Linked DNA regions of Mus musculus: regions 1, 2 and 4 are each linked to region 3. The links are chromatin contacts, called in public Hi-C, HiChIP or PLAC-seq and promoter capture Hi-C maps. All regions are on one chromosome and are shown on one strand. The core of a region is the stretch at or near the end of the contact, and the rest is flanking DNA. Distances in the headings are between cores, read along the strand shown.

Evidence for each region. Promoter capture Hi-C pulls out the DNA fragments that hold promoters and counts their contacts. A called contact is a pair of places that touch in the nucleus more often than the background predicts. HiChIP or PLAC-seq counts read pairs in DNA pulled down with a chosen protein or histone mark.
Region 1: a contact with region 3 is called in a promoter capture Hi-C map of hippocampal neurons, with 2.4 times the contacts expected there. The contact joins the enhancer-like site here to the promoter of Vps11 in region 3. A contact is called at or near these places in 2 of 39 promoter capture datasets (the 3T3-L1 cell line and hippocampal neurons), 2 of 484 Hi-C or Micro-C datasets (B cells and the G1E-ER4 cell line) and 3 of 115 datasets of contacts at active chromatin or transcription factors (effector CD8 T cells, embryonic basal ganglia and embryonic stem cells).
Region 2: a Hi-C map of the P5424 cell line shows a contact between it and region 3, with 3 times the contacts expected there. The contact joins the enhancer-like site here to the promoter of Vps11 in region 3. A contact is called at or near these places in 6 of 39 promoter capture datasets (the 3T3-L1 cell line, embryonic stem cells, frontonasal cranial neural crest and 3 more), 17 of 484 Hi-C or Micro-C datasets (B cells, the Ba/F3 cell line, CD4 T cells and 10 more), 9 of 115 datasets of contacts at active chromatin or transcription factors (T-cell acute lymphoblastic leukemia, astrocytes, effector CD8 T cells and 5 more) and 1 of 9 other capture datasets (liver).
Region 4: an H3K27ac HiChIP or PLAC-seq map of microglia shows a contact between it and region 3, with 5 times the contacts expected there. The contact joins the promoter of Tmem25 here to the promoter of Vps11 in region 3. A contact is called at or near these places in 2 of 39 promoter capture datasets (both in liver), 1 of 115 datasets of contacts at active chromatin or transcription factors (microglia) and 1 of 9 other capture datasets (pancreatic islet).

What each region holds. Positions count from the first base shown.
Region 1 is chr9:44,002,732-44,009,745 of GRCm38.p6, reverse strand. No RefSeq gene overlaps it. Among named protein-coding and RNA genes, the nearest start is that of Gm30373, 32 kb to the right of the region's middle. Within about 2 kb of position 5,180, at least 19 of the 459 cell types and tissues checked have an H3K27ac peak or open chromatin away from gene starts, as enhancers often do. A contact at or near this core is called in hippocampal neurons, where this site is marked.
Region 2 is chr9:43,980,449-43,987,533 of GRCm38.p6, reverse strand. No RefSeq gene overlaps it. Among named protein-coding and RNA genes, the nearest start is that of Gm30373, 9.8 kb to the right of the region's middle. Within about 2 kb of position 2,718, at least 49 of the 459 cell types and tissues checked have an H3K27ac peak or open chromatin away from gene starts, as enhancers often do. A contact at or near this core is called in the P5424 cell line, brown adipocytes and hippocampal neurons, where this site is marked.
Region 3 is chr9:44,360,152-44,367,169 of GRCm38.p6, reverse strand. Vps11 (VPS11, CORVET/HOPS core subunit) reads left to right here and starts at 5,500. Exons shown (of 16, transcript NM_027889.2): 1 at 5,500-5,725. The coding sequence starts at 5,539. Gm40516 (a long non-coding RNA gene) reads left to right here and starts at 1,904. Exons shown (of 2, transcript XR_870691.1): 1 at 1,904-1,948; 2 at 2,363-2,590.
Region 4 is chr9:44,793,023-44,800,556 of GRCm38.p6, reverse strand. It overlaps Tmem25 (transmembrane protein 25), which reads left to right and starts at 1,310. Exons shown (of 8, transcript NM_001357385.1): 1 at 1,310-1,893; 2 at 2,125-2,436; 3 at 3,943-4,233; 4 at 4,430-4,561; 5 at 4,845-4,875; 6 at 5,047-5,147; 7 at 5,280-5,366; 8 at 5,509-6,785. The coding sequence starts at 1,824. The coding sequence ends at 5,582. Ttc36 (tetratricopeptide repeat domain 36) reads left to right here. Exons shown (of 3, transcript NM_138951.1): 3 at 824-1,157. The coding sequence ends at 1,086.

The DNA.
Region 1 (7,014 bases), core at 3,931-6,430, 360 kb after region 3:
GGGACTAGCTGACTGTAGACACCTCCAAAGCTGTGAGTCAAGATAGACACTCCTTTTCTGTTTAAGTTGTTTATGTCAGCAACCAACACAGGTTCCCTCTTCCGTTTTCTGCTATTATAATAGAACATCACTGCTTGGTTAACTTATAAGTTACAGTTTTAGGGGGTTGAGGTTCTGGAGGCCAGAAATACTGAGAACTGTGGCACTGGTTCCCAGCAAGGGCTTTCCTTCTGTAGCAACATGGTGGAAAGTAAGTGAGCATATGTGAATCAGAGAGGAAAACCCCGACTCTAGCATGCCCTGTTAACAGGCCCAAAACCACAGCAACTAACCCAACCCAGCAATGACATAGATCCATTCATGAGGGCAGGGTCCTGGTGACCTTATCTCCTTTGGAAAGTCCTATCTGTTGACCTTCTTACAATTGTAACTCAATTTAAATATGATGTGTGTGTGTGTGTGTGTGTGTGTGTGTGTGTGTGTGTGTGTGCAACTTCTGTATTAGTCAGGGTTCTCTAGAGTCACAGAACTTATGGATAGTCTCTATATAGTAAAAGAATTTATTGATGACTTACAGTCTGCAGCCCAATTCCCAACAATGGCTCAGTCGTAGCTGTGAATGGAAGTCCAAGGATCTAGCAGTTACTCAGTCTCACACAGCAAGCAGGCGAAGGAGCACACACACACACATGTATATATCAAGACTGGTTTTTCTATGTATATCTGGCTGATCTGAAATTCTCTATGTAGACTAGGTTGGCCTCAAACTCACAGACTGCCTTGCATCCCAGGTGCTAGGATGAAAGGCCAGCACTTACCACACCTGGCTTATAAGGGAAGCTCTCCAATTCTCAGTATTGTGAGGAAACAATGTCTGATGAAAACAGGTTAGAGGGGGAAAGGCTTATGCTTTCGGGTTATCATTGTGGTGTGTGGTGCTAAGAAAGGCTGTAGGTGTAAAGGCAGAAGTATGGACCACTCACAGGTGCCCAGCTTCCTGCCTTTCCTTTTTTATCCAGCTCAGCCCACAGTCCATGGAACAGAGCCACTTATACTCAGATGGCCTTTCTTTCCTTAGTTAAGTTCTCTGCAAAGACCCTCACGGACACAGCAGAGAGGAATCTCCTAGGCGATTCCAAATTCTGCAGCCCAAACCCTGCAAACAGAAGTTTAAGGTCATCCTTAGGTACATAGCTAGTTTCTGCCTGCCTCGGATTGTGAGATCCTGTCTCAAAGAAAGAACAACAACAACAAAACAAACTGATAACAGTGGGAAATGCATCTTTATGCTTTTGAGGTTGTCCAATTGAAGGCAATGAATGCAGAGTTCCGGGCCACAGCAAGGCTACAGCTGTGCCCGGGCTGCCTCCCCCTTCTTTCTGCAGAGGTCCCCTTAGGCCTGCTCTGTCCTACCAGCTCTTTGGGGTTAAGGTTCAGGACAGAAGAATCCCAGACTGAGCAGTGGTTACTTCTCTACGAATCTGGCAGATCCACTGGAGAGCTATAGGATACAGGGACAGACTGTGGTTCCCATGGCAACACCTCCTCCTTGCCTCTCTGGCTCTACTGCTACTTTCTTTCTCAAAGATACTTTGTATATTCACTCAGGACCAGCTCGAAAACAAAGTATGTCATTGCTGCTGTGGTTGAATTGTCTTCATTCACCCCCAATTTGTGTGTTGAAGTTCTCTCATTATCTCATAATGTGACAGTATTGGGAGATAAAGTCTTTAAAGAGGTAATGAAATCATAATTAGGTCTTTGGGGTGGGCATTGATACACTACAACTGGTGTGCCAATAGGAAGAAGACAGCAGAATACAGATGTGTGTGTACATAGAGGAAAGACCAGGCGAAGATACCAGGCAATAGCCTTCTACAAACCAAGCACAGAGAACTTAGAGAAAAAAAACTTTAAAAAATTAAAAAATTTATTATTATTGTGCATATAATGTTGGCCATGTGAGTGTAGGCACACACATACCATGGTACATGTGTGGAGGTCAGAGATAACGAGCTTCCTGCCTTCCTTTCTGACTTCCAACTCTCAGAAGTCAGCTCTCTTCTCTACTATGGTGTCTAGACATTGATACCAGATCCTCAGGCTGGTGATTTTACCCACTGAGTCATCTTGCCACCCCCAAAAGAAAACAACTGTGCTGTGACCTTGTTTTGGGGGTCCCAGTTTCCAGAACTGTGAGAGGTAAGATGTCTTCTGGTCAAGCTGCCCTGTCCATGGTACTGATGTGTATCTATTGCTGTGATGGCATATCTGCTTTTTGTGGACGAATCTGTGATGTGTAAGAGTCATTTGTTCTTTAGAGCACGACCAGTTATGAATCCACTAAGAGACTGTCCATTACAAAAAAATCTTATCATTGATTTATGTCCCATAATCAACCAAGGCTGATAGCAGGGCTCTATGGGTGGACACATGACATTTAGAAGGCAGTTTGACAAGAAATCAGACTGGAATTGAACATCTACATAATAAATGATAGCAGCAACTTCCCCACTGAGACTTATTACCTCTCTAATGTGAGTAGCGGGTGTGGCAGCAGTCCCAAGAAGGCGCCAGGGACTACAGCTAAGTCTTATGACTTGCACCTGACTTCCTCATACACCTGAAAATAAGCCACGACCATTGTGAGAGCTGCACAGGTGCACCATGATGCTGGCAGTTTAAACAAGTCCATATTTGGTGGAGACATGCTCCTGCCGCCCCGATTGGCTGAAGCTGCGTGCCTGGTGAGGTGACGTGGCCTGCTGTGAGTAGATGAGGACTGAGAGTATATAAGAGTAAGAGGTTGGGGGGGGGGGGAGATCGGGGGAGATAGATGAGGAAAAAGATGAAGAGAGAGAGAGGAAGACGGAAGTTTGCTGAATAAACTGCTGTTAGAAGGACTGGTGGTCGTGTCATTCTTGCTGGTCGAGAGCGGACACTACACTCTAAGCCCTGGGATGTTGCCCTGGCTTACAGTACCAGATGAGTTCCCGTCTATGGAGTGGGCCTTAAATATTATCAGAAACACAGCAGTGACAATTGTACCATCTTTGCACCAGGAGGCACGTCTTGGTACTGTAGCATGCGGTGTCCATAGTTGTTGGTGACAGTTCTTTCCCAGAAGTCCACACAGTGTCTTATGACACTGTCAAAGCTAGGCAGCAGGAAGGGAGAGTCCGGTTCAGACCTAGTTCAATTTCTTTACATTCTAGCCAAAACATGCAGTGTCTTTGATGATGGGATCTTAGCATCTAGTTCTACCATGCAACCAACAGCAGTGGCAATAGCTTGTATGGTGTGGGAGACCCAAAGGTCTTCTTGGCCGACAGCTCCTGGTGAGGAGCATACCATTGGCACTGGGACTTTCAATAGACAACAATATGGCTTCTGGGCCATACCCTTCCTGTTCACACAGGGTACTTTCACTTAAATTCTATAATTGTTAGCTTTGCTACTCTTCCAGATGTTTTTACAAACCTGCAAGACACTCGAGAGTTAACATTATCCAAAGGAGCCTTTTTAGAAAGGGTGGGTTAGATCTTAGGTTCATCATCGTCCATTCTAAGTGCCTGCCAGTTGGTCAAGGGCAGGTAAGGGGATACAAAAAGGTAATAAGGGTCAATGCAGTACAAAATGGTCTCGTTTCTTGCATCAGCTCTTTTGTCAAAGAGCAATGTTTGGTACTGTAGCATTGATAGAGGGCACACTACTCCAGGTAGTCCTTGACAATCCACAGCCATCCCTGTGAGCCATTCCTCCTTCCTTATCTTCCTTATCCTGCACTGGGTCCCTGCATATCTGTCTACTCAGGAGAGAAATGTTCACAGCATACTGCCCACCCCTAGGCTAAGCTTAACCTTTTACCTGGAAGTTGTTCCAGAGGCTTAGAGCTTTCCAGAAACTATTGTAACATTTGATTTTCTGTTAATTTTTCCCCTTAGGAACTCCAGTTTGTCACATTTGCCCTCGAGCTGCCCAGATGTCTGCTTTGTCCTTCTCTTCCCCTTCTTGATAACTTTAGCACCTTACAGATGCAATTGACAAGCTGGCTAGAGTTTACTCAGCATAAGCCTCTACTCCATAAAGATCTCATCTCAACACAGGCTTGGCTAAGCCAGCAAAACCCCACATCAGTTCCGTGGTCCCTACAAAATCAACCAAGCTCTTTCTTAACTCTCCCACGCACATAGAGCACAGCTCTGGCAGGTCCTGTGAACTGAGAACCACACTCTTCCCCTTACACTTTCAGGTCCTTCAGTAAAACTTGCCACTGGCTTTCAGTTCTGCTATTCCTAGACATCTGAACAAAGGACCATCAAGTATCCTTAAAGGCTCCTGTGAGCCAGTCCATGGAGGAGAGTATGGAGGAGGGCCGATATCCCTCCTATTGCCTCAAGCTGTGCTGCTTTGTTTCAAGGAAGGATGGGAAATTATATTAGTTCCTCTGCTTTCAAAATACTCAGCCCGATCTAGTCCACCCTCACCTCCCAGAACTTCACCCTCAGGTTGTCAGAGGCTGTTCTTTGCTACCTCAAGTCTTTCCCTGTTCAGTTGGTTCAGATGTGGAGTGTCCCCTGATCCTCACACTGTCTTGTATTGGAGCATTATGAAGACCTGCCTACCCACCATCTGCATGCCAAATCATAGATTCCCTTCTTAGGCTAAAAGGTTGGATTCAAGGGCCACCTTCTGTCACCTTTAACCTCTTTCCTGCCTCTTCACTGTCCAGGTCTTCCCTTGAATTTCAAGTTGTTATGAAATATAGCATGGGGTGCATGCATTGGGGTGGGGTGTGCCTGGTGGGCCTATGCCAAGGTGTCTCCCTGAGAAATCATGTCATGCAACAGACCTGGTATAAAGGACATTTATTAGGGGGGAGGGGAGTGAGAGAATGGGGAGGCAGACAGACTAGAGCAGAGCCATGAGAGCAGAGAAATGGGTACAGAAAAGGACAGAAAGAAGGACAAAAGGGGAGAAAGAGACTGGCTGGGAGAGAGAGAGAGAGAGAGAGAGAGAGAGAAAACTGGGGTGACAGCAGTCCTTTTATACCTCGCAGTTGGCAGTGGCAGGTAACAGTGGCAGATGATGTTGTAAGCGTTTGCTATGTTCCTGGGAGGAGCCTAGTAAAATCGCCTGTAAGCTAAAGCAATTCTTTGGATCTATTTAGCACAGATCTCATTTGTATTCTCATTTCCTTGGAACTTGCCAACTGTAAGAAACAGCAAGCCAACACTTCCATCCCATCTCCCACAAGCCTCTTCAAAAGAGAATTTTCTGCCAAATTAGAAGCTAAAGCAGCAGACAACACCCAGTGCCTTTTTTGCTTTGTCATTTCTCCCTTGGGTGGGCAGCTTCTTTCTGGGAAGATAGTTTAATTCAAATTGCATGTGGGTGACCACAAGAAAGGTCACATAACTGACACCACAGCTTGATGACCCCATCCTGTGAGTGCTACTTTTAGAGAGGGCAGTGCAGTTTCCAGCTCAGCAGTAGTTTGGGGGCATCTCATAGTGACATGGTGACATCATTCATCATGGCGCCTCAGACCCAGTAGAAGTAGATGGCCAATGACCAGGCTGGATAGCAATGACAGGTAAAGCAAACAGTTTCACCAAAGTCTACTTTAGTGATCCAGTGAGTTACTTGGAGTGTCTGACTCAAAGAGAGCTGTATCACCAAAGAGCCTACTTACCCCAGCATTGTCATGACTTGAGAGCCACACGTTTGGAGTAGTCTACACAATTTTCAGGTAGCTTGGCTAGCCAGCAGTACTTACTGTCTCTACAATCCCCTGAGTATCAGAACTTACAAGAGGTCTCCTACCCTACTCTTGTGAATAATGTTTCCTGTTTCCTTCATTTCCTGAGTCTTAAGAGTCTTTCCAGCCCCTCTGGAAACTCCAATTGGGCACTCCAATGTGGAGGAAGGGACTGCACTGCCTTCCCAAGGCCACCTCCCCTTTTGTTTCATGTTGGAGATGAGTTTAGAGCTTGTGACTGTAAATTCAGACAAAGACTATTTGACAGAACAGGTGCAACGGAGTTGAACGTGCTGCAAGAGCACGCCATATGTGGTGAGCCAGGGGTCCTTTCGTCAACTTTTATTTTGTATTTGTTCCTATTGAGTTTTTGTATGTGGTGTGTATCACTATGACTTGCAGTTTAAAAGAAAAAGAAAAAGAAAAAGAAAAAGAAATGAGGGCTGGTGAGATGGCTTGGTGGGTAAAGGGGCTTGCTGCCAAGTCTGATGACTTGAGTTTGATCTCTAGAACTCATATTATGCAGAGAGAACTGACTCTGGCAAATTGTCCTCTGCCCTCCATACACTCACACACACATAAGCAATAGATTAAAAACAACAACCAACCAACCAAGCAAACAAAAAACCTTGGATAACTTGGAAATCAGTGCAGTGGTTCCTCAGAAAGATGGGGATCGATCTACCTCAAGTCAACCCAGCTACCCACTCTTGGGCATATATCCAAAGGGCGCATCATTCTACTACAGAGACAGCTGCTCAGCTATGTGCATCACTGTTCTATTCATGATAGACAGACATTGAAAACAACCTAGATGTCTGTCAGGGGATAAAGAAAATTTGGTACATTTACAGAACTTACTCAGATGTTTAAAAAGAAAAACGATATCATGTAATTTGCAGGTGATTGGATGAAACTAAAAAAAAAAAAAAAAAATCATCCCGAGTTAGGTAATTCAGACCCAGAAAGGCAAGTATGGTAAGTATTTGCTTTTATGAGGATGTTAGCTGTTATCAATCAAGTCATTGATAAGCAAGCTATATGTAACCATATAACTGTTTTGTTGTTGTTGTTGTTGTTGTTGTTGTTGTTATTTCCCCAAGACAGGGTTTCTCTGTGTAGCCCTGGCTGTCCTGGAACTCACTCTATAGACCAGGCTGGCCTCAAACTCAGAAATCTGCCAGCCTCTGCCTCCCAAGTGCTGGGATTAGAGGTGTGCACCACCACTACCAGACATAACCATATAACTGTAT
Region 2 (7,085 bases), core at 1,469-3,968, 380 kb after region 3:
TTTGCACCCCAGAGAGTGTACAACCTGGCACCTGTCCCATCCCTCCTCCCCTCGCCACTTCACCCCTCCTCTGCTCTACAAGTCACTCTTGCCTATGAGCATGAACTCCATGTTGCTACAACCCTATCCCCTTTTTAGTCCTCCCTGTCCCCTCTCTAGTCCTCCCTGTCCCCTCTCTAGTCCTCCCTGTTCCCTTTCTAGTTCTCCCTGTACCTTCTCTAGTCCTCCCTTCCCCCTCTCTAGTCCTCCCTTTGTCCTCTCTCTAGTCCTCCCTTTTTCCCCTCTCTAGTTTTTCCTATCACCTCTCTAGTCCTCCCTCCTATAGCTCTCATTTGGGCATGCATAGCAGTTTCCTCCTCAGAGCACACCCTTTCCTGTGTACACTCTCTGCTATCCTTGTGGCCTCCCTGGTGGCCTTGGGGCCACAGCTTTGTGTGGCTAGGAAACAAATGCTTTGAACACATTGAGCAAAGTTTTGCTGCTTCCCTGGGGCTGAGCAAGGGCAATAGTGGTACCTGCTTGGAGTCCTTAACAGACTGGATTGTGTTCTTCCCACCAATGCATTCGTTCTACCAACCCCAGGTAGACCAGCCAATACTTGGCTGTGCTTGGAGGTGGCCCTTTGAAAGGGACATCAATGCAAACTGAGGACAGATGGACAGGCCCTAATCCAATATGACTGATGTCTAACCCCAAGTTCATCTTGGGATCCTGACATGAAACTGAAGTTTAAATAGAAGGAGTGACGTGGTTCTGCCCAGCAGGGACTCTTCATTGTCTCAGCTCGGGAAGACATCTCTGAGAGACAGGATCTTCCTCTGGCTTGCTCCAGGGCCCCAGTCTTTACCTCCTTCCAGCACAAGCTTCTGGGTTGTAATTCTAATTTACTGTGGGACCGTTGTTTCGTTAGTAAGATGGGCAAGGGAGGGGCAAGAGCGTCCCTCTAGAAAGGATCTTCAGTCATGCCACTCTGGCTGCAGTGTCCCCAGGACAGCTTGGAGTTGCACGGGGGGTGGGGTGGGGTGGGTGGGGGGGAGGGATGAGGGCACTGCGGTCCTTTGAGGTGAGGGTACTGGGAGGCGTAGACTTCAGGGCAGGGGTGGAAGGCTGGAGTCAGGGAGGCAGAGGGGACAGGATGATGTATCTGGTTGAGGGCTATTGGGTCATGCCATCCATGGCCACACACTGCACATATATTAGTGACAAGATCAAAATTGTCTTGGGTGCCTAGAACTTTGGGTGCCTGAAGACACTGAACTCAGCAGAGGGTAGGGACTGTAGTAGTCAGGGTTCTCTAGAGGAAGAGAAGGACTCTCTCTCTCTTTACATACATACATATATATATATTATATAATATATTATCTATATTACATGATATATAATATGTAACATATTATATATAATGTTATCTATACATCTAATATACATATATATAGATATATTAGATATACATATATGTGTATATATGTATATTCCATATACATATATATGGAATTACATGGAATTTATTAGTTTATATGGAATTTATTAGCATGCCTTGAGGCTGTGGTCCAGCTTGTCCAACAATGGCTGCCTACCAACAGATATCCAAGAACTCTAACACCAGTGAAGGAGAACACTTGCCTGTGAGCGTTTGAACAGGCAGGCAAAGAGCAAAAGCGTCCCTTTTCCATGCCTTTTGTATAGGCTGCCAATGGAAGGTGTGGCCCAGATTTTAGGGTGGGTTTTCTGACCTCAAATGATCTGGACTTAGGGTGGGCCTTCCGACCTCAAATGATCTAATGATTCAATCAAGAAAAAATCCCTCACAGATGTACCCAGCCACTTGGGCTTTAGTTAATTCCAGATGTAATCAAGTTGACAACCAAGAATAGCCACCACAGGGATCTACCTCAGTAGTAGGGCAGCGACCTAGATGTGCAGGACCCTGGTTATATCCCTAAGACTCCGGGAACAGAACCAGGAGAGGGCAGTGGATGGATTGGCTAAAGGGCAGGAGGAAGTTCAAGGCCATTTGGGAATTAAGGCTAAGCTGTAACCATGGCTATGGCTCAGGGGGAAGAGAAGAGTCATGGGAGGGAATCTGTCCAAGTTTTTCCATCTGCAAAATGGGTAATGGCTATAGACGCTTGTCTTAGAGATGACAAAGTGTATTTAACAATATTGCTGTGTCACTGATGTAACAAGGGCAGTTCCACAGGGCTTGTCCCCCTGCTTTACATTGGCTTATTAACAGCTCTTTCAAAGATGTGACCACATTACTAATTGCATCCTGAAGCCACATGGTTCTGTGAACGCAGCCCTGGGTGGCATTGTTTTTAGCCCTGTAGACTGCTGCTGAACATGGGGTCAGACTTGTGTGGGGCATGCTTTGAACCCAAGGATTCATCAAGAAGAAACCAAAGCCTGCTCTAGGCTCAGTGCATGTCTCAGACCCCAGACCTGCGTGTTGTTCCCCCCTTTCAAGCAAACGCAGGGGCCATGCCTGGTATGCCCAGCTTCAGACGGTAATAATGAGCTAGGCTAGGGACAGGTAATGTGGAGTCCAAGAACTAGATTGAGGACATCCTGGGGCAAGGAAAGGACACTCTCCAGCTTAGAGTGTGGAGGTTCTTGGTCCTTAGCCTCCTACAGACTTGCCAAAACCAGGGAGTCTGATTTGACCATTCTGAACCACCAGGCTTGTGAGCTTTCTTGGAGCAATGGTGCCCTCTTGTGGTCTTCTTTGCAATTGCAGACAGTGAATGTGACAGCTCAGTGCTGCGGGAGAGTCTACCCCACCATTTCCAGGGTGACAGTCCAGTCTGTTTTTTATACTTGGATGTCCTGGTGCTGTCTTTGGTTGCCTTGGTATGTCCTTGTTCCTCGTTTGTGTCATCTTTGTCCCTGGCATGTCTGTCTCCTACTGGTGTGGGCTGTCTGTCAAATATCTCTTCCCATCAGCCTCTGTCCCGCTGCCAAATTCTTTCCTGCTGTCTCTGGCTCTCCCTACCCTGCTCTCTGGTGTCTGTGTCCCTAAGCTGGGGTCATGTCTGTTCCCCTCCAGTTGGAACTGGTTTTTGAGAATGCAGGCTTAGCTGCTCTCTCCAGAATGAGTCAGGAGCTCCTGGAGGGACGAGGGCTCAATTCCCAGCTCTTGCTGACCTCAGAGAGGGTGCACAAGGGCAGAGGAACTGGCTCAGCCGGGGACTGGGACAAGAGATTTTCCAAATCATGTTTATGGGGTGGGTGGAGACATCAGGAGTCATGGGAGAGGAATGAGCAAACTAGATGTGGCCTGCCTGGCACTGTGCCTGTCCCCCTCCTCCTCTGGGGAGGGCCCAGCATGTGCTACCCACTGCGAGGGGTTGAGCACGGCTGCTTGAGTTGAGCTCCCTATCTACTTAATTGTCATCTGGGTCTGCTGTGCCTCAGGGCCTTTGCACAAACCCCTTTCTGACAGTTTCTATCTGATGCTTTACCTTTGAAATCATCTCTTCTGTGAAGCCTTTCCTGATTTACAGTATCTGAGATGAGCAGTGCTGTACACCTGGCTAATAGCTCTTCTTCCCTACTGTGTGTCAAATGCTGTATTATCAAAGTCTGTCCCTTCTTGGCCCTCAATAAATACTTCTAAGAGGATGTCCTAGAGTCTCTCCTAGTCCTACCAGAGGTTACCCCTTCCTGACTCCTCCTTTCCCTCTCTGCATATATATATGTGTGTGTGTATGTACATTTTTGTATATATGTACATATATGTATATCTAAATATATGTATATTTGCACATATACACATATACATATATGTATTGTATATATTTGCACATATATGTATATATGTACATGAACATGCATTAATGCATATGTACACAGGGTGGATGATGCTTTTACAGCTGTGGCATCTGGTCCACGAGCTGCTCATTTGCATCATGTAATAAGGCTTATGTCTAAGTTCATTACAACTGTATTAGGAGGGAAAATTCAGTTCTTCAGTCCCAATAGACACACTTCAGATGCTCAGCATCCATGTGGGCTAGAGATGGTGGGGCCCAGGGGACAGCACAGACACAGAACACTGGTGTCACCCCAGGAAGTTCCATTAGTCAGCACTGTCAAAGAACAAGCTTTGGAAAACATCCTACTCCTGGATTCTTTCCCACTGTGACGAGAAGGAGGAGGAGGAGGAGGAGGAGGAAGAAAAAGAGGAGGAGGAGATCTCCATGTGTCCAGCTCAGGATCTGAGGGATGGGGCATCTGATAACATGCATTGTTGGATGGCTCGATGTATGGTATGTACATGTAGATATGGGTGGATATACATATATATGGTTATATGTATGTATATATGTGTATATAAATGTACAGATGTATGTATATATGTACCCATGTATGAATACTCGTTCCTGATTTCCTGTATTCCTGAAACTCCTATCCATAGATGCCCCAGGTTGGAGCAGCAAGCAGTGTTGCTTCCTAGCTAGTTAGTTTTGTCATTTGTACACAAATTAGAGTCACCCGGGAAGAGGGTAGCTCACCTGAAGAACTGCCTCCATTGGATTGTCCTGCGGGGTGTCTGTTAGGCATTTTCTTAATTTCTAATGGTTACAGGAGGGCCTAGTCCACTGTGAGTGGTCCTTCCCTAGGCTGCTGCTAGGCATGGGCTGTATAGGCCATCACCCCTCTAGATGCTGGCCATCATCCCTCTAGATGCTTGCCATCTGAGGCAGTCTGGAGATGAGAGCAGTGAGTTGGCCCTGCTCCTTGCCAGCTACAGCACTTGGGAGAGTGGCCCTGCCTCTCCACTGGGCTGACTCTGGAGGCAGGGTGTGGGTGAGCTAGCCCGGAGAGCATGAGAGTGGGAGAGCTGAGTCTGCTTCCTACCAATGGCCATGTGGCCCAGCCAGAGCAGTGCTGGGGAACCCTCCCTGGTGGGTGGTGCAGATAAGGGAGAGCTGGTATGCTAACCAGCTTAACTCCCACCCAGGCCCAGATCCAAAATCTACATCATCTGTGAACTGCTGGGGCATGTGGAAGGGCCAGTCCTGCTGATCCAAGGGTGCAGCATCTCCATGACACTGGGCAACAACAGGACGACTGGGAGGAGTCACGGTGAGGGTCTAGTACTGATGGTGTTTCAGAAGCCTCGAACCAGACCAATGACTCATTGCGAGGAGCATTTGCAAGTGAAGATGTGTGGACAGAAGAGTATACTATGGGACACACTGACACACTACAGCTTCCAGGATAAGATGTTTTCTATGCTTTTTTTGGTTAATTTTTTGCTTGTCTGTTTGTGTGGTTTTTATTTGGGGGGGGGTAGGTTTTGAGGGCAGAGGGTGGATGCAAGGGGGAGATGAGTGGGACTGGGGTAGATGATGTGAAAAAGAATCAATAAGCCGGGCGTGGTGGCGCACGCCTTTAATCCCAGCACTTGGGAGGCAGAGGCAGGCGGACTTCTGAGTTCGAGGCCAGCCTGGTCTACAGAGTGAGTTCCAGGACAGCCAGGCTACACAGAGAAACCCTGTCTCGAAAAACAAAAACAAACAAACAAACAAACAAAGAATCAATAAAAAGTTAAAAAAAAAATACAAAGTGAGTTCCAGGACAGCCAGGGCTATAGAGAAACCCTGTCTCAAAAAACCAAAAAAAAAAAAAAAAAAAAAAAAAAAAAAAGTTAAAAAAATAATACACTGGTAAAAGCTATAGAGGAAGATTAAAAAAGAAAGGAAGGAAGAAAGAAAGAGAAAGAAAGAGTGAAAGAGAAAAAGAAGGAAAGGCAGCCCAGCAAGCCAGGGGAGAGAGCCAACAGGCATCCTTGCTCCAGGACTTTACGCAGTTCTGTCTCGGTTTCCCTCTGTAGCTTGCTTTCGGTTAGTGCTTTTTGCAGCAGCAGAGAAGCAAGCTGAACAGCCAGCAAGCTGGCAGGCGAGTGAGTGCCCTTTGCTCTCTACAGGCACTCCTGCTTCTGCAAATGAGCAGAGGGCTGTTCATGGCCTTTGTTTGAAATGTTTGACTTAGGGTGGCGGTCAGGGCACGTGGGGGATGTAAGTGCTTACCGGTCCCTGCTGTTAATGACAGCAGGGCAGCACAGGAGACTCCAAGCTGAGCAGTATCACAGGATGGAGGTAGCCAAGGTGGCTGGCATCAAGGAGCTTTCTCTACAGACCTGAACCCGAGAGGCACTGAGATGCCTGGAGAAGGATGGGGTAGCCTCGAGGCCAGAATCCAGTCCAGGTCAGGGAAGAAAGGAGCTGAGGCAGGCCTAGGGGAATCCCTAGCCCTAGCAAAGCCTTCCTAGCAAGTGGGTCTGGACATCCTGGGCCTGATGCAGAGGAGGTGGGAGCTGAGCAGTGCTCTGTCCATCCCCAGGGGCTGCTCTGCACTCAGTCCTGGTCAACCTTATTCTGCTATGGCTGGCATGGAGGGAAGAGTAACGCCGATGAGGGGAAATCTGCCTGAGTTCACCACATATATTTACTCAGAAGCATGTTTATACAGATGCGCATACCTACACTCCATCACAAACACACCCCTACACACACACACACACACACACACACACACACACACACACACAGGAAAATGTGTACGCATACTCTCACATGCATCCACAGACATATACAGGTGCAAACATACATATCTCCCTCCTAGAACTTTAATGGGTCCTTGGCTAACCTATGTTATTGTTGAAAAGTGGCCTCAAGGAGACTGGATTTGGTCGGGGCCTGTGCTTCAGGTGAGCCACACCAACGTGAAGAGCCAGTGGGCTGGAGTGGGCTTTAAGACTTGGCAATTCTGGGAAGATAAGAAGCCCCCTCACCTGCCATGGACCCAGGGACTGGGAGGAGAGGGTAGCAGTGAACCAGGTCTTGGAACTGGGTGGCTTTGAGAGGTTGGTGAGTGGGAGTTGTCATGTTCAGTGACAGTGAAGGATGGGTGACACGGGCAGGCAACTTCTGCCACTGTCCTGTTGTTCCCAGACTTTTCTGATCTGTCTTTGATTCTTCAGCATCTTTGTGCCAGGAGCTCCCCCAAAATTTCCAGAAAGTTTTCTAGATCCCAGAGTCAGGCCCTGGGAGGTGTGCAGAGAAAGGATGGAGGGCTTG
Region 3 (7,018 bases), core at 4,251-6,750:
GTTGAGCGTGCGCATCGCACCCTCAAAACCTATCTTATAAAACAGAAGAGGGGAACTTTTGAGGAGACTGTACCCCGAGCACCAAGAGTGTCGGTGTCTTTGGCACTCTTTACACTCAATTTTTTAAATATTGATGCTCATGGCCATACTGCGGCTGAACGTCATTGTTCAGAGCCAGATAGGCCCAATGAGATGGTTAAATGGAAAAATGTCCTTGATAATAAATGGTATGGCCCGGATCCTATCTTGATAAGATCCAGGGGAGCTATCTGTGTTTTCCCACAGAATGAAAACAACCCATTTTGGATACCAGAAAGACTCACCCGAAAAATCCAGACTGACCAAGGGAATACTAATGTCCCTCGTCTTGGTGATGTCCAGGGCGTCAATAATAAAGAGAGAGCAGCGTTGGGGGATAATGTCGACATTTCCACTCCCAATGACGGTGATGTATAATGCTCAAGTATTCTCCTGCTTTTTTACCACTAACTAGGAACTGGGTTTGGCCTTGATTCAGACAACCTTGGCTCTGTCTGGACAGGTCCAGATGACTGACACCATTAACACTTTGTCAGCCTCAGTGACTACAGTCATAGATGAACAGGCCTCAGCTAATGTCAAGATACAGAGAGGTCTCATGCTGGTTAATCAACTCATAGATCTTGTCCAGATACAACTAGATGTATTATGACAAATAACTCAGCTGGGATGTGAACAAAAGTTTCCGGGATTGTGTGTTATTTCCATTCAGTATGTTAAATTTACTAGGACAGCTAATTTGTCAAAAAGTCTTTTTCAGTATATGTTACAGAATTGGATGGCTGAATTTGAACAGATCCTTCGGGAATTGAGACTTCAGGTCAACTCCACGCGCTTGGACCTGTCGCTGACCAAAGGATTACCCAATTGGATCTCCTCAGCATTTTCCTTCTTTAAAAAATGGGTGGGATTAATATTATTTGGAGATACACTTTGCTGTGGATTAGTGTTGCTTCTTTGATTGGTCTGTAAGCTTAAGGCCTAAACTAGGAGAGACAAGGTGGTTATTGCCCAGGCGCTTGCAGGACTAGAACATGGAGCTTCCCCTGATATATCTATGCTTAGGCAATAGGTCGCTGGCCACTCAGCTCTTATATCCCACGAGGCTAGTCTCATTGCACGGGATAGAGTGAGTGTGCTTCAGCAGCCCGAGAGAGTTGCAAGGCTAAGCACTGCAATGGAAAGGCTCTGCGGCATATATGAGCCTATTCTAGGGAGACATGTCATCTTTCATGAAGGTTCAGTGTCCTAGTTCCCTTCCCCCAGGCAAAACGACACGGGAACAGGTCAGGGTTGCTCTGGGTAAAAGCCTGTAAGCCTAAGAGCTAATCCTGTACATGGCTCCTTTACCTACACACTGGGGATTTGACCTCTATCTCCACTCTCATTAATATGGGTGGCCTATTTGCTCTTATTAAAAGAAAAAGGGGGAGATGTTGGGAGCCGCCCCCACATTCGCCGTTACAAGATGGCGCTGACATCCTGTGTTCTAAGTGGTAAACAAATAATCTGCGCATGTGCCAAGGGTATCTTATGACTACTTGTGCTCTGCCTTCCCCGTGACGTCAACTCGGCCGATGGGCTGCAGCCAATCAGGGAGTGACACGTCCGAGGCGAAGGAGAATGCTCCTTAAGAGGGACGGGGTTTTCGTTTTTCTCTCTCTCTTGCTTCGCTCTCTTGCTTCTCTCTCTTGCTTCTCTCTCTTGCTTCGCTCTCTCTTGCTTCGCTCTCTTGCTTTTCTCTCTCTCTTGCTTTTTCGCTCTCTTGCTTCTCGCTCTCTCTTGCTTCTTGCTCTCTTGCTTCTTGCACTCTGTTCCTGAAGATGTAAGAATAAAGCTTTGCCGCAGAAGATTCTGGTCTGTGGTGTTCTTCCTGGCCGGTCGTGAGAACGCGTCTAATAAATAATAGGTATTGGTATGCTGTGTTTCAGCATTTGGTTCTGAAGTGTGAGCTCACTAACTTCCTTCCCCAACCCCCAGCAACAGCGATGAACCTAGGGCCACTTCCATACAAGGAAAGAGCTCCACCACAGATACATCTTTAGCCTTTTAAAACTACTTTCAGGGGGTTGGAGAGTTGGCTCAGTGGTTAAGAGCACTGGCTGCTCTTCCAGAGGACCCTGGTTCAAGTCCCAGCACCCACATGGCAGCTCACAACTGTCTATACCTTCAGTTCTAATGACTCTGGCACCCTCACTTAGACATACATGCAGGGAAAACACCAATGCACACAAAAATAAAAACAAACTATTTAATAATATTTTTTGGTTTATTTTTTTGTGTATATGAATGTTTTTCTTGCATATATGTTTGTGTACCACAGGTGTTCCTGGAGACCTTGGATGTCAGAAGAGGCTTCTTTGCAAGAGGACCTGGGTCCCTGGGTCTGTGTCCCTGCGTTCCACATACTGGCTCACAACTGTCTGTAACTGCAGTTCCAGGAGCTCCAGCGCCCTCTTCTGGCCTTTGTGGCACTGCATTAACACAGTGCATCTATGTCCAGGCCGAACATCATACACATAAAAGAATAAAATAGAAAATGTTTAAGTTATATTGATTCTTGAATTCTTTCAAGACTGAAATTCTCAGTAGACAAAACTGTTACTGAATCTGTGCACATAGTTCTTTCCTGGTTATGTTCCTTGCCTGACTGACTTTACTAGAGTCAGACAGGTAGAACTAATAGACAATCCTGGTTTGTGTTCTGACAAGTGTACCTTTGGCCTCGTGCCCCAGAAAAATATATAATTAAAGATCAGGCAAATGAAGAGCTCTTGTTTTATTTTTAAATAACTTTGATGTTTTCTGGCCAGAGGATCACCTTTCCCCTAGGATAATTATACCTCTTTTTGCACCTGGGTGCTACAAGGACTTGATGAGAAGCAAAACCACTGTTAGGTATCATTTCCTACATGAAATTGGGGGTTGATTCCTGCCTCTTTTTTGTTTTGAGACAGTCTCTTAGACTAGCCTTGAACTCATGGCAACTTTCCCCACCCTAGCCTTTCAAATTACAGGCACGAGGCACCGTCCCTGGCTACTGTCTGCTGTGAGGCACCGTCCCTGGCTATTGCCTGCTGTTAATGCCTGTTCTCTAGGGCGGTGGTCAAGGACCACAGTTTGCTCCTTACCCTTTTGGGCATTTAGTACAGTTCCAGTAGTGGGTAGTACAGAAAATGTATTTGTGGAGAAGTGAAAAGCAAACTAGTAGGTGGAGAGAGGAGCTGTGGGTGGCTCTGGTAGGCCAGTTTGTGCCTTAGTGTCACGCATCAATAAGACCCTATAGGTACAGGTAGGGCCGGATGCAGACATCAGAGGAAGAAAGACTGCCATGTGGCAGTGGCAGGAGGAGGAGCACGAGGTGGCATGCTTGCATATGCTATTCTCTCTTATTTTGTTTGAAGACAAGATCTCATTATGTATCCCTGACTTGCCTGGCATCACAGTACTTGTTGAGAGCATGTTTGGAGGTTCTAGCAGGGGAGGTCAGCTACTTGTATGTTTGAACTGAGAAATGGTCCTCCTCTGTCCTGGAAGGACAGGGTCTTCGACAGAACATGCTACAGGAAGGCCACAGTCACACACAGAGTGGTGAGAGAAGGGACATCTGCCTAGATAACAAAATTCACTAAATCAGTCTCAGTGAACAAGATGTCACCTTGATATCATTGTCACTTTCTTCACAATGCTTCTTTTGACACAAACTTCATGGTTCCCCCTGACACACAAACAGGACACAGGACACAGAGCTGTTTCTACACAGAGCCGGTTGGACAGCTATGGAAGACCTTGACTTATTAAAATCACTCTACTCTCAAAGCTGCCACTCCCTGGTCTTTGCTTGCCTCTTCCTCTATAGGAAGGATAAGAAGGTTAACAGGGTCTTAGGAGTTGCATTTTGCACCTCAGCAAACATGGATTGGGTGTATGAGAAGTTATACACTCTGAAGCAGAACAGAATATAATACACAAGGTTGATTCAAACTGTGTCGGGGGCAGGACCAAACTTTTTTTAAATTTTTTCCAGCAGTTGAAAAACCGGTTTCATATACTTGCTTTCTTCCATTTATGACCTAAAATATCTCTGACAGGTTTAAAAACAAACAAACAAACTTAAGCACAGCAAGCTAGAATTCACAAAATGTGTGAAATCCTCATCAGTGACTGAGCATTTTATTGATTTGTCTGTCCCCCATTGTCACCACAAACAAACAAAAACCTCAAGACTTTCTTGGTTAGAGTAAACTTTCTGACTGGTATACAGTGGTGGATTTTCTATAGAGATCTGCACAGAAAGTACATACTGTCCATCTAGCTGCTTCTTTTTTGTTTTTGTTTTTGTTTTTGTTTTTTTCGAGACAGTGTTTCTCTGTGTAGCCCTGGCTGTCCTGGAACTCACTCTGTCTGTAGACCAGGCTGGTCTCGAACTCAGAAATCTGCCTGTCTCTGCCTCCCAAGTGCTGGGATTAAAGGCGTGCGCCACCACCACCCGGCTCTAGTTGCTTCTTGATAGCATAATTTTACTTATAAAGTTTTGTTTAGTATTATATCTAAGTACACTGTAGCTGTCTTCAGACACACCAGAAGAGGGCATCAGATCCCATTACAGATGGTTGTGAGCCACCATGTGGTTGCTAGGATTTGAACTCGGGACTTTCAGAAGAGCAGTCAGTGCTCTTAACCGCTGAGCTATCTCTTCAGCCCTATAAAGTTTTTTTTGTTTTGTTTTGTTTTTTTAATTTATTTATTATATGTAAGTACACTGTAGCTGTCTTCAGACACACCAGAAGAGGGCGTCAGATCTTATTACAGATGGTTGTGAGCCACCATGTGGTTGCTGGGAATTGAACTCGGGACCTTTGGAAGAGCAGTCAGTGCTCTTAACCTCTGAGCCATCTCTCCAGCCCTTGTTTTGTTTTTTTAAGATATATTTATTTACCCAATGTATATGAGTACACTATAGCTGTCTTCTCACACACCAGAAGAGGGCGTCAGATCTCATTACAGATGGTTGTGAGCCACCATGTGGTTGCTGGGAATTGAACTCAGGACCTCTGGAAGAGCAGTCGGTGCTCTTAACCACTGAGCCATCTCTCCAGCCCCCTATAAAGTTTTATACATCTAAAAAGCTTTGGATTTGATCGGGCAGTCTATTAACTACTTTTAAAAAGGTGGCACTTAATTACAGCTTTATTTTGCAAAATTAAAAAGCTGATGAATTAGATAGCTTCCCAAAACATTATTCTCTGCATCGAACAGAGTATTGAGTTTTGAGACACCGCCTCTCTGTGGAGGGCATGCGGACCTCGAATCGCGCCACCACTCTCTTGAAGGACGTTGTCAGTCCTAACAAGATCAAAAGAGCATTAAGGAGCTACGGAGCACGCCCCACCTCTCAGTCCCGAGCAGCAAGCCTTTTGTGCGCATGCTCCCCACTGTCACATGACTCGCCTTTCGGTTCACGTGATTTCGCTTCCGGAGGCGGGGGCCTTCGGCAAGATGGCGGCCTACCTGCAGTGGCGGCGTTTCGTTTTCTTCGAGAAGGAGCTGGTGAAGGAGCCGCTGGGTAATGATGGGGCTGCTCCCGGTGCCGCGCCTGTGTCGGGATCCGCTGCTTCCAAGTTCCTTTGCCTCCCTCCTGGCATCACTGTCTGCGACTCAGGCCGCGGGAGCCTGGTCTTTGGAGATATCCTTCTTTCGGAGGTGTTTCTTTCCTCAGCGCACGCCGGACGAGTTTCTACAGCGAATGCAATCTGTCAGTGGCGTTTTGCGTGCTCGCAGTTAGACGCGAGCCCAGATGTCTTTTGTGGGCTGATGGGAGAAAGAAGGAAGTTCATTTTCTCACTTGTCAACTGAGCAGTCCTGAGCAAGTCATTTAACTCTCGGCTTCAGGTTCCTTTACTGGAAAAAGGTTGTTAATGCCAGTTTGACAAAGGTTAAGATCGGCCCCCTCGCAAATAGACGCAACTTGCCTTTAAAATATGTGTGTGTGTGTGTGTGTGTGTGTGTGTGTGTTTGATTGTGAGTGTGTGTGAGGTGTTACAGTCCCTGTCTAATATTGTAGGCGAGGAGGTAGATAGATAAGGACTTTGTTTGCTTTGTTCACGAGCTATGAGCTATGTGGGGAAGCCCTTGGGATGTACAGTCAGACCCCAGCTGAGGTCTCAAGCCACTGGTAGTTACAAACTACATAGGGGCTACTTTTTCCTTTCAGAGACGCTCATTCCTCAACTTAAGATAGGTTTACATCCAGGCAGATCCATCATAAATGGAAAGTTATACAAGCCAAAAATGCATTTATCTTGCCTAGTCTACCAGTCTAAATAGCAACAGAGTACACTATAACTATACTATATCAATGTTCCCTTCTGATTCCATTGCTGACCGGGAGCTAAATGTGCCCAGCATCACAAGAGAGTATCTTTTTCAACATCTTGGACAGGGTCTCAATGTGTAGACTAGGCTGGTCTTGAACTCACGCCCATCTCTTGGCTCCAGATCACTGGGATTAAGGGCTATCCTCAAAGGAGTATCTTACCCATATTACTAGCTCTGGAAACTTGTCAATTATGCTTTCTTCTTACATGCTCTGCCCCTCAGCCCTCAAAGTAGAATTTCTGCTGCTTGTCACTTTTGTAGGATTGTAAATTAAAAGTTGCTAAGTCAGTGACAACACACTGATCATACTTTTAATTTTTAAATAAGGTGCAGTAAGAAATTAGCAACAATAATACTAAAACAGGACAATTATAATAATATCCTGTAATTGAAATTATGTGAATGTAATCTCTCTTAAGATTACAAGTGCATGTGTGTGTTTCATTTCCTTCTTTCTTTTTTAAATTTATAACACAAGATCCCATTTAGCCAAGGATGACTTCTAACCTTCTTACCTTTACCTCTGGAGTTCTAAGATTACAAACATGTGCCTCTGCACCCAGTTATATATGGTGCTAGATATCTAACCCAGGGCCTTGTG
Region 4 (7,534 bases), core at 61-2,560, 440 kb before region 3:
TGCAGACTAGCTGTGAAGAGGGAAACTGAGCTGGTCCCAGAGCTGCTCAGTCTGCAGTCCCAACCTGGACCTCTGAGGGAAACTCAGCCTTTCTCCACGATGGTGCTGAGCAATGCAAGGGCCCTGGCAGCCTCTTTAGGAAACTGGAGACTATGAATAGAGGCAGGGTCCAAAGAAAGCAGCCCGTGGACCTAACAGAAACCCTAAGCTGGCTGCCTGAGGTTCCGGGATGAGTTCTGAAACTCAATCCAAGTACGTTCCTCTGAGAATCACGAAAATAAAACAGTGCAGCCAGCTCTGGCTCCACGACCTTCTTCCAATGAAATAAGATACAGAGTAATGAAGACCGTGGAGATAATGAAGGAGAAAAATGGGGAACGTGCCGCTTTCGTAGTCTGCATTGGAAAAGAGGAAACAGTTCTGTTAGCTAATGAGATTTCTTGAACTCTAGGGTTCAAAGTGGGCCACCAAACACACAGTAGGTGCTAGGCTCCACTTGTGTGAACTACGACTATTTGATAATTGATGGATTCACTAACACAGTGGCCAGATCCTCTAGAAAACATTCACGTTTGGGTGCATTAATGTTAGGACATACCAGGAACAAGGCCAAGGAGAGCCTTGGACTTTGATCTCAGCTCTGCCCGTGGGCGGCCCACAAGCCAATTGTAGCAACCCTTCATCTCGGGTTAGAAATAATCCCTCGTGGTTCAAAAGTCTGCTGCACGAAGGAGGGGATGGGCTGCTCTGCTCGGCAGGTGGGCGGGGGCTCGGTTGCCCACACCCGGCTGACCTGCGCCGCCCTCTCCCTGTCCGCCCGCAGGCGCCCTGGAGGACTTGGAGCGCGCGGTGACATTGAGCGGCGGCCGGGGTCGCGCCGCCCGCCAGAGCTTCGTGCAGAGCGGGCTACTGGCGAGATTTCAGGGCCGGGACGACGACGCCCGCAGGGACTTCGAGAAGGCTGCGCGACTGGGCAGCCCGTTCGCACGGCGCCAGCTAGTGCTGCTCAACCCGTACGCCGCGCTGTGCAACCGCATGCTGGCCGACATGATGGGGCAGCTGCGCGCGCCCAGCAACGGGCGCTGAGCGTGGCCGGCCGAATGATGGAGAGGGGGACCCTGACCCAACCAGGACCCAATAAAACTTCCGGGACTCTCGGACTGCGTCTGCTCTGTGTCCGCCTGCTTACTAACCAGCCTCACGGTGGAGGCCTTGGCGGGGGTAGGGAGGAGGCGGGACAGGGCGGGGCTGGAACGGCCACCTGCCCTTGCTCGGGCAGCGATTGGTCCTGCCTGGCGCGGGCCCCGCCCTTGCAGCGGACTGCGGTGCTCAGCCTTCTTGAGCAATTGCTGGGGCTCACTCTGGGAGGGAGCCAGGTGAGCTGACCCGAAAGCAGGATGCTCCAGCGACCCTCGGATCCGCGACGCTCTCTTGCTAGGCCCAAGTCCACCTGAGCAGCCGAGATTGGAAAAGCGGTGCATGGCGAGATATGGGAGGGAGAGCCAAGGCCAGCGAGGAGTGAACCGGGTCAAGAGAAGGACGATCGTTTGGGGGGGAAGGGGAAGGGCGCCTGTGCATGTCTGTCTGTCTGTCTGTCTGTCTGTGGTCATCTACTGTCAGTGCTGGCCTCTATGCCCGCACAGAGACGAAGTGTTGCCATAGGGTCTCTTCCTTTGGGTCTTGCTGATTGTGTCTATTTGTGCCGGTGTCTTGGCCACTGTGGGCCAGTCTACATCAGTGCATGGTAAATTATTGCAGGAATTGTTAGGCCTACATGGCTGGTACTCTTCTCTCAGCAGCCTGGAGGCCGGTCCCTGATCACCATGGAATTGCCTCTAAGCCAAGCTACCCTCCGGCACACACTGCTGCTCCTTCCTGCCCTCTTAAGTTCAGGTATACCCCAGTTCATCCTTTGGCCAAACCCTCCTTGCTTGCATCTCCTCTCACGATACCCACTCCAGTCTCCAGGGCTGGGTTCCCCTATCCCTACTTCCCTACCATAAGTCTATGCAGATCCTGGTCAGAGAAACCAGCTGCCCTGTCTCTTGGCCTGCTGCCTCTCTGTAACTGAACCTCACTGTGGTCTCTCCAAGTGCCTCCCAGCGGCTGCCTGCTGTGTTCCAGGTCAAGGGGAGCTGGCGCCGCAAATTGATGGTCAGACCTGGGCTGAGAGAGCGCTTAGGGAGAATGAGCACCATGCCTTCACCTGTCGGGTTGCAGGAGGTTCTGCCACTCCCCGATTAGCCTGGTACCTGGATGGACAGCTACAGGAGGCCACCACCTCCCGACTGCTGAGTGTGGGTGGGGACGCCTTCTCTGGAGGAACCAGCACTTTCACTGTTACTGCCCAGCGCTCCCAACATGAGCTTAACTGCTCCCTGCAGGACCCAGGGAGTGGCCGGCCAGCCAATGCCTCTGTCATCCTCAATGTGCAATGTAAGTATCCCTGAGACAGTCTTACTACATTGCCTAGGCTGGACTCAAACTTGCCAATCCCCTGCCTCGGCCTCTAGAGTGCTGAGATTACTCATACGCATGACACATTTAGCTTTAACAGGACATTCATAAACACGATATGAGAGAATTTCTATTTTCATCCCTATTTTACAAATGAGAAATTGAGGCACAAGTTAAGCAGCTGCCCAACATTTTGAGATTTAATTGCCCAACAATTAAGAAGTAGGTCCAGGATGCAAATTTAGACCTTTGTCTGGCTCTCTACTCTTTTTATTTTTATGCTTTGAGACTTTTTCCAGGGGTGACTTTGAGCTTCTGATCTTCTTGCTTCTGCCTCCCCAGTGCAGAGACCATAGGGTATGTGGTATGAGGACCGAACCCAGGACCTTTCTCATGATCGGCAAGCACTCTACCAACTGAGCTATATTCCCAGCCCAGGTTTTAAAATTTTAGACAGTCTTACTATTTATCCAAGAGCAGCCCCAAACTGGAAATCCCCCTGCCTCTGCTTCCACTGAGCCACATCCCCAGTAGTTTTCTATTCTTTTTTCTTATTCTGGTTTTTCAAGACAGGGTTTCTCTATATAAAAGTCCTGACTGCCCTGGAAATTTTGTGAACCTAGAAGCTTTGTAGACCTTGAACTCACAGAGATCCTCCTGCCTGTGCCTCCTGAGCAGCACTGGAATTAAAAATGTGTACCATCGCCGGGTGTGGTGGTGCATGCCTTTAATCCCAGTACTCGGGAGGCAGAGGCAGGCGGATTTCTGAGTTCGAGGCCAGCATGGTCTACAAAGTGAGATTCAGGACAGCCAGGGCTACACAAAGAAACCCTGTCTCGAAAAACCAAAACCAAACCAAACCAAACCAAAACAGTGTACCATCACTGCCTGGCAAAACCTTATATATAGATATAGATATATAGATTAATGTAGGAGTGTTCTGTCTGCATGTACATCTGCATGCCAGAGGAGGGCATCAGATCTCTTTATAGATGGTCATGAGCCACCATGTAGTTACTGGGAATTGAACTCAGAACCAGTCAGTTTAACTCAGGAGCAGTCAGTGTTCTTAACTGCTGAGCCATCTCACCAGCCCATGGCTGTCTACTCTTTTTCTTTTCTTTCTTTCTTTTTTTAAGATTTATTTACTTATTATATGTAAGTACGCTGTAGCTGTCTCCAGATGCAGCAGAAGAGGGCGTCAGATCTCATCACGGGTGGTCATGAGCCACCATGTGGTTGCTGGGAATTGAACTCAGGACCTTCGGGAGAGCAGTCAGTGCTCCTTACCCTCTGAGCCATCTCTCCAGCCTGGCTGTTTACTCTCAATCACTGTGAATTGATGCTGTACCAGCAGACCCTGCTACCTGTTCCTTAATGTTCTTTCTGAGAGAGGCTCAGACCCTTTCTCCCATCCATATTTGGGAAGATAGGGCCAGAGTAGAGGGTTGTAATGAAAGCAGATTATTCTCTGCTCTGCTCTAGTCAAACCAGAGATTGCCCAGGTTGGAGCCAAATACCAGGAAGCTCAGGGCCCAGGCCTTCTGGTTGTCCTGTTTGCCCTGGTGCGGGCCAACCCACCTGCCAATGTCACCTGGATTGACCAGGATGGGCCAGTGACTGTCAATGCCTCTGACTTCCTGGTGCTGGATGCTCAGAACTATCCCTGGCTCACCAACCACACTGTGCAGCTGCAGCTCCGGAGCTTGGCACACAACCTCTCGGTGGTGGCCACCAATGACGTGGGTGTCACTAGCGCTTCCCTTCCAGCTCCAGGTGAGCAACTAACATGGCAGACCCTCAGGTGGGTGCAGGGGTCCTGGAATGGAAAGGGAAGACTGGTTGCCCTGTGGGTAGATCCTGTGAATGAGTTATCCCCAGCCACCCTGGGCAAGGATAGAGAAGTTGGACATGTGGCATGTCAGGGTCAGGGTATTGCTCATGTGGAAACTAACAAGAGGACAATCTGCAGGGCTCCTGGCCACACGGATAGAAGTGCCACTGCTGGGCATCGTTGTGGCTGGAGGACTTGCCTTGGGCACTCTAGTGGGGTTCAGTACCTTGGTGGCCTGCCTGGTCTGCAGGAAAGAGAAGAAAACAAAAGGTAGGGCCAGAGGCAGTGGAGGTCAAGGGTGGAGAAGAGTATCAGTGAAGTTGGAGGGTGAGCGGCAGAGGTGCAGGCAGAGGTGGGCAGGGAGAGGCCATGGGCGAGACTGCATGCCTTGCAGGAAGCAGGGACGGGCGCTGGAAAGTGATCTCGGGTCCCAGGGCCAAGACTGGGTATTTGAAAGACTCTTAGCTCAGTGGTCTTGAGTCTGAAAGGGCAGGGGACAGAGCCCAGGATGGGAGGTCACACTGACTCTGTGACATGGTTTCTTTGTCCTCAGGCCCCTCCCGGCGTCCTTCTCTGATATCTAGGTAATGTTTCCTGGGGCTGGGCAGATGGGCCAAACTAAAGTACAAATCACTGAATTTTAAAGTAAAGGACAGTTGGCAACCTGGGATTTCTAGGAGGTCTGGCTTGAGCCTCAAAGCAGACTACCTATCTGCTGGTACCAGGGTCTATGTTAGCTTTTGTCTATCCCGTAGTGACTCCAATAACCTGAAACTGAATAATGTGCGCCTGCCACGGGAGAACATGTCCCTCCCATCCAACCTTCAGCTCAATGACCTCACTCCAGATCTCAGAGGTACCCAGACCAGTTCTCTGCCTGTGCTGAATGCTCAGAACTTTTAAGAAAGAGACACCCCGGTTCTTAGGAGGAGACAAGTCCCACTAGACAAAACCCTGTCCTGGGCACCACTCCATTTGTCACCCACAGGGAAAGCAACAGAGCGGCCAATGGCTCAGCATAGCAGCCGTCCAGAGCTTCTAGAAGCCGAGCCTGGTGGCCTCCTCACCAGCCGAGGTAATGAGCAGAGATCTCCTGTTCTCCTCTTCCCATCCCTGTGCTTGTTATACCCAAGGCCCCTGAGTGCTGCCAACAGAAGGGACTTCCCCAAGCTCCAGAGAACCAGGGTTCCTAATCCCCTGGCATCTCTGACCCACAGGTTTCATCCGTCTCCCGATGTTGGGCTACATCTACCGTGTGTCCAGTGTAAGCAGTGATGAGATTTGGCTCTGAGCTTGATGGTGAGGCATGAGGCCCAGGTGGCCTGTGGACTCCCCAGAGTGCCCACCCTGGTGTCTCCTTCAAGCTTTCCTCTGCCTGTCCCTGTTGTGACCATGAAGAAACCATGTCACTGCCATCTGGCCTGCCTGGCAAGGATACCCTGTGGGTCATGCATGTGTATTTCTTTGCACTCTAACCTGCAAGGCATGGGTACCCTTGGCAGACCCCTGGTCGGAACTAGCCCCTTGCACTCACTGAGTTTGGGGCCCTGCATGTGATAACCTGGTCCAGGCACACAGAACCCTGGCCAGGTGCGTTCAGGTGTCACCCAACATCTAAGAGATGGGCCTATTATATGTCCTACCTTAGTATCCTCTGCACCTTGTGCACATAGGCAGAGAGATGCCTATGTGGGGGACAGGAGGGTCCCTGCACAACTCAGATGTCCTTCCTATGCTATGCAGCTTTGTTCCCTCAGGGAAAACTTAGCCCCTGCTCTATGTATACAACCAAACTGCCCTTTGCTCAGGAACCAGCCCCTTGCCCAGGGACCTGGCCAAGCACAAATAAGTCCCTTTTGCTGCATATCTTTCTACCCTTTTGTCCCCACCTCCTCTTGGGTATCATCGGTCATACCCTAGACCTTCTTCACTGGGCATTAGACCCCCCATTGGTTGGGGCCTGCAGGTGCCAGCTTTTGATGTTAGCACAAGATGAGCAAGAAGAGGTGACCGGTGGGCTGGCTCCCAGGACGACATGTAGCTCTGCATCGTTTTGTACAAGTGTCTGCATTTTAAGCACATTCCCCGGAAGGGAGGAAGGCCCAGGGCCTTCCTGGGTTCCCCATGTTCGGCCTTCCGCAATTCACTGTGAGTGTTCTGAGCACTGAGGATTGGTGGTTGCCCTCTCTGCATGTCTCTCCCACCATGCAGCCTCATTCTCCACCGAGCCTGGCTGCCCCATCCTATTCTTTAGGGGATGGTCACAGTTGGGTATATAATCCAACAGGGCCAGAAGCTTTAGGGGGGACAGAGAAAGCAGGAGCCCACTGAGCTCCGAAGAGCTAATACTTTTTAAAAAGCAACCTGAAAACGACTGGCGACCATCAGAGTGCGGCGTCTATTCTCCCTTCTTCGTATCTTGTTTTGTAATTTTTCTCATGTTACTGGTTAGGGCAGTTGCTACACACACAGTAAACTCCTTTGACCAAAGAAAGAAGTGTTTGTTCATTTCTTCAAAATTTACTTGTGTTTGTTTTTTGAGACTCATGTAGTCTAGGCTAGCCGTGAATTCAGTACTGGACAGAGGCAATGTGATCTTATCTTCCTGCAGTCACTTCTCGAGTGCTGGGATTATAGGCCATGTACTACCACCGTGTTTTCCAAGTATGCGTTAAATGAACCCCACGTCCTCTGCAGGGCCTGGTGTGTGCCACACAAGTGCTTTGCCAGTGCATAAACACTAGCCTTTCCTCCTCCTCCTCCTCTTCCTCTCTTTCTTTTTTCTTTCCTTCTTTCTTTTCTTTTTTCTTTTTTTTGACATTTTAAGCAGATTTATTCACAAAGTAGCAAGAGGATAATGCCCTGTACAAAATACAACAGATTCAGATTCAAACAGAAAAAAAAAAGTTTTATGGACCCCTTCATGAATTTCCACATCACATTATCCTTGTGTAGGGACCATGCCAGTCTTTTCTGTATTAAATGTTTTCGATCACACAGCAGGCACCTGAGTACCCGCCGGGAGCAGCAGTTCAGTATCTGTTAGTCTAATGTGGACTAGTAGTGACCATAAGAGCGGTAGCTACAGCGGTCTGTTCCCTGGAGCCCTGACGGAGCATCTGAGCGATCACTGCACACTTCCACTCCCCATAAGGCAAACTCTAACGCTAATGGTGAGAAAGCAGAGAGCCTGGCCTAGTGTCAGAATGAGGCAGCAACACAGCCCCAAGCCTGACGTGATCA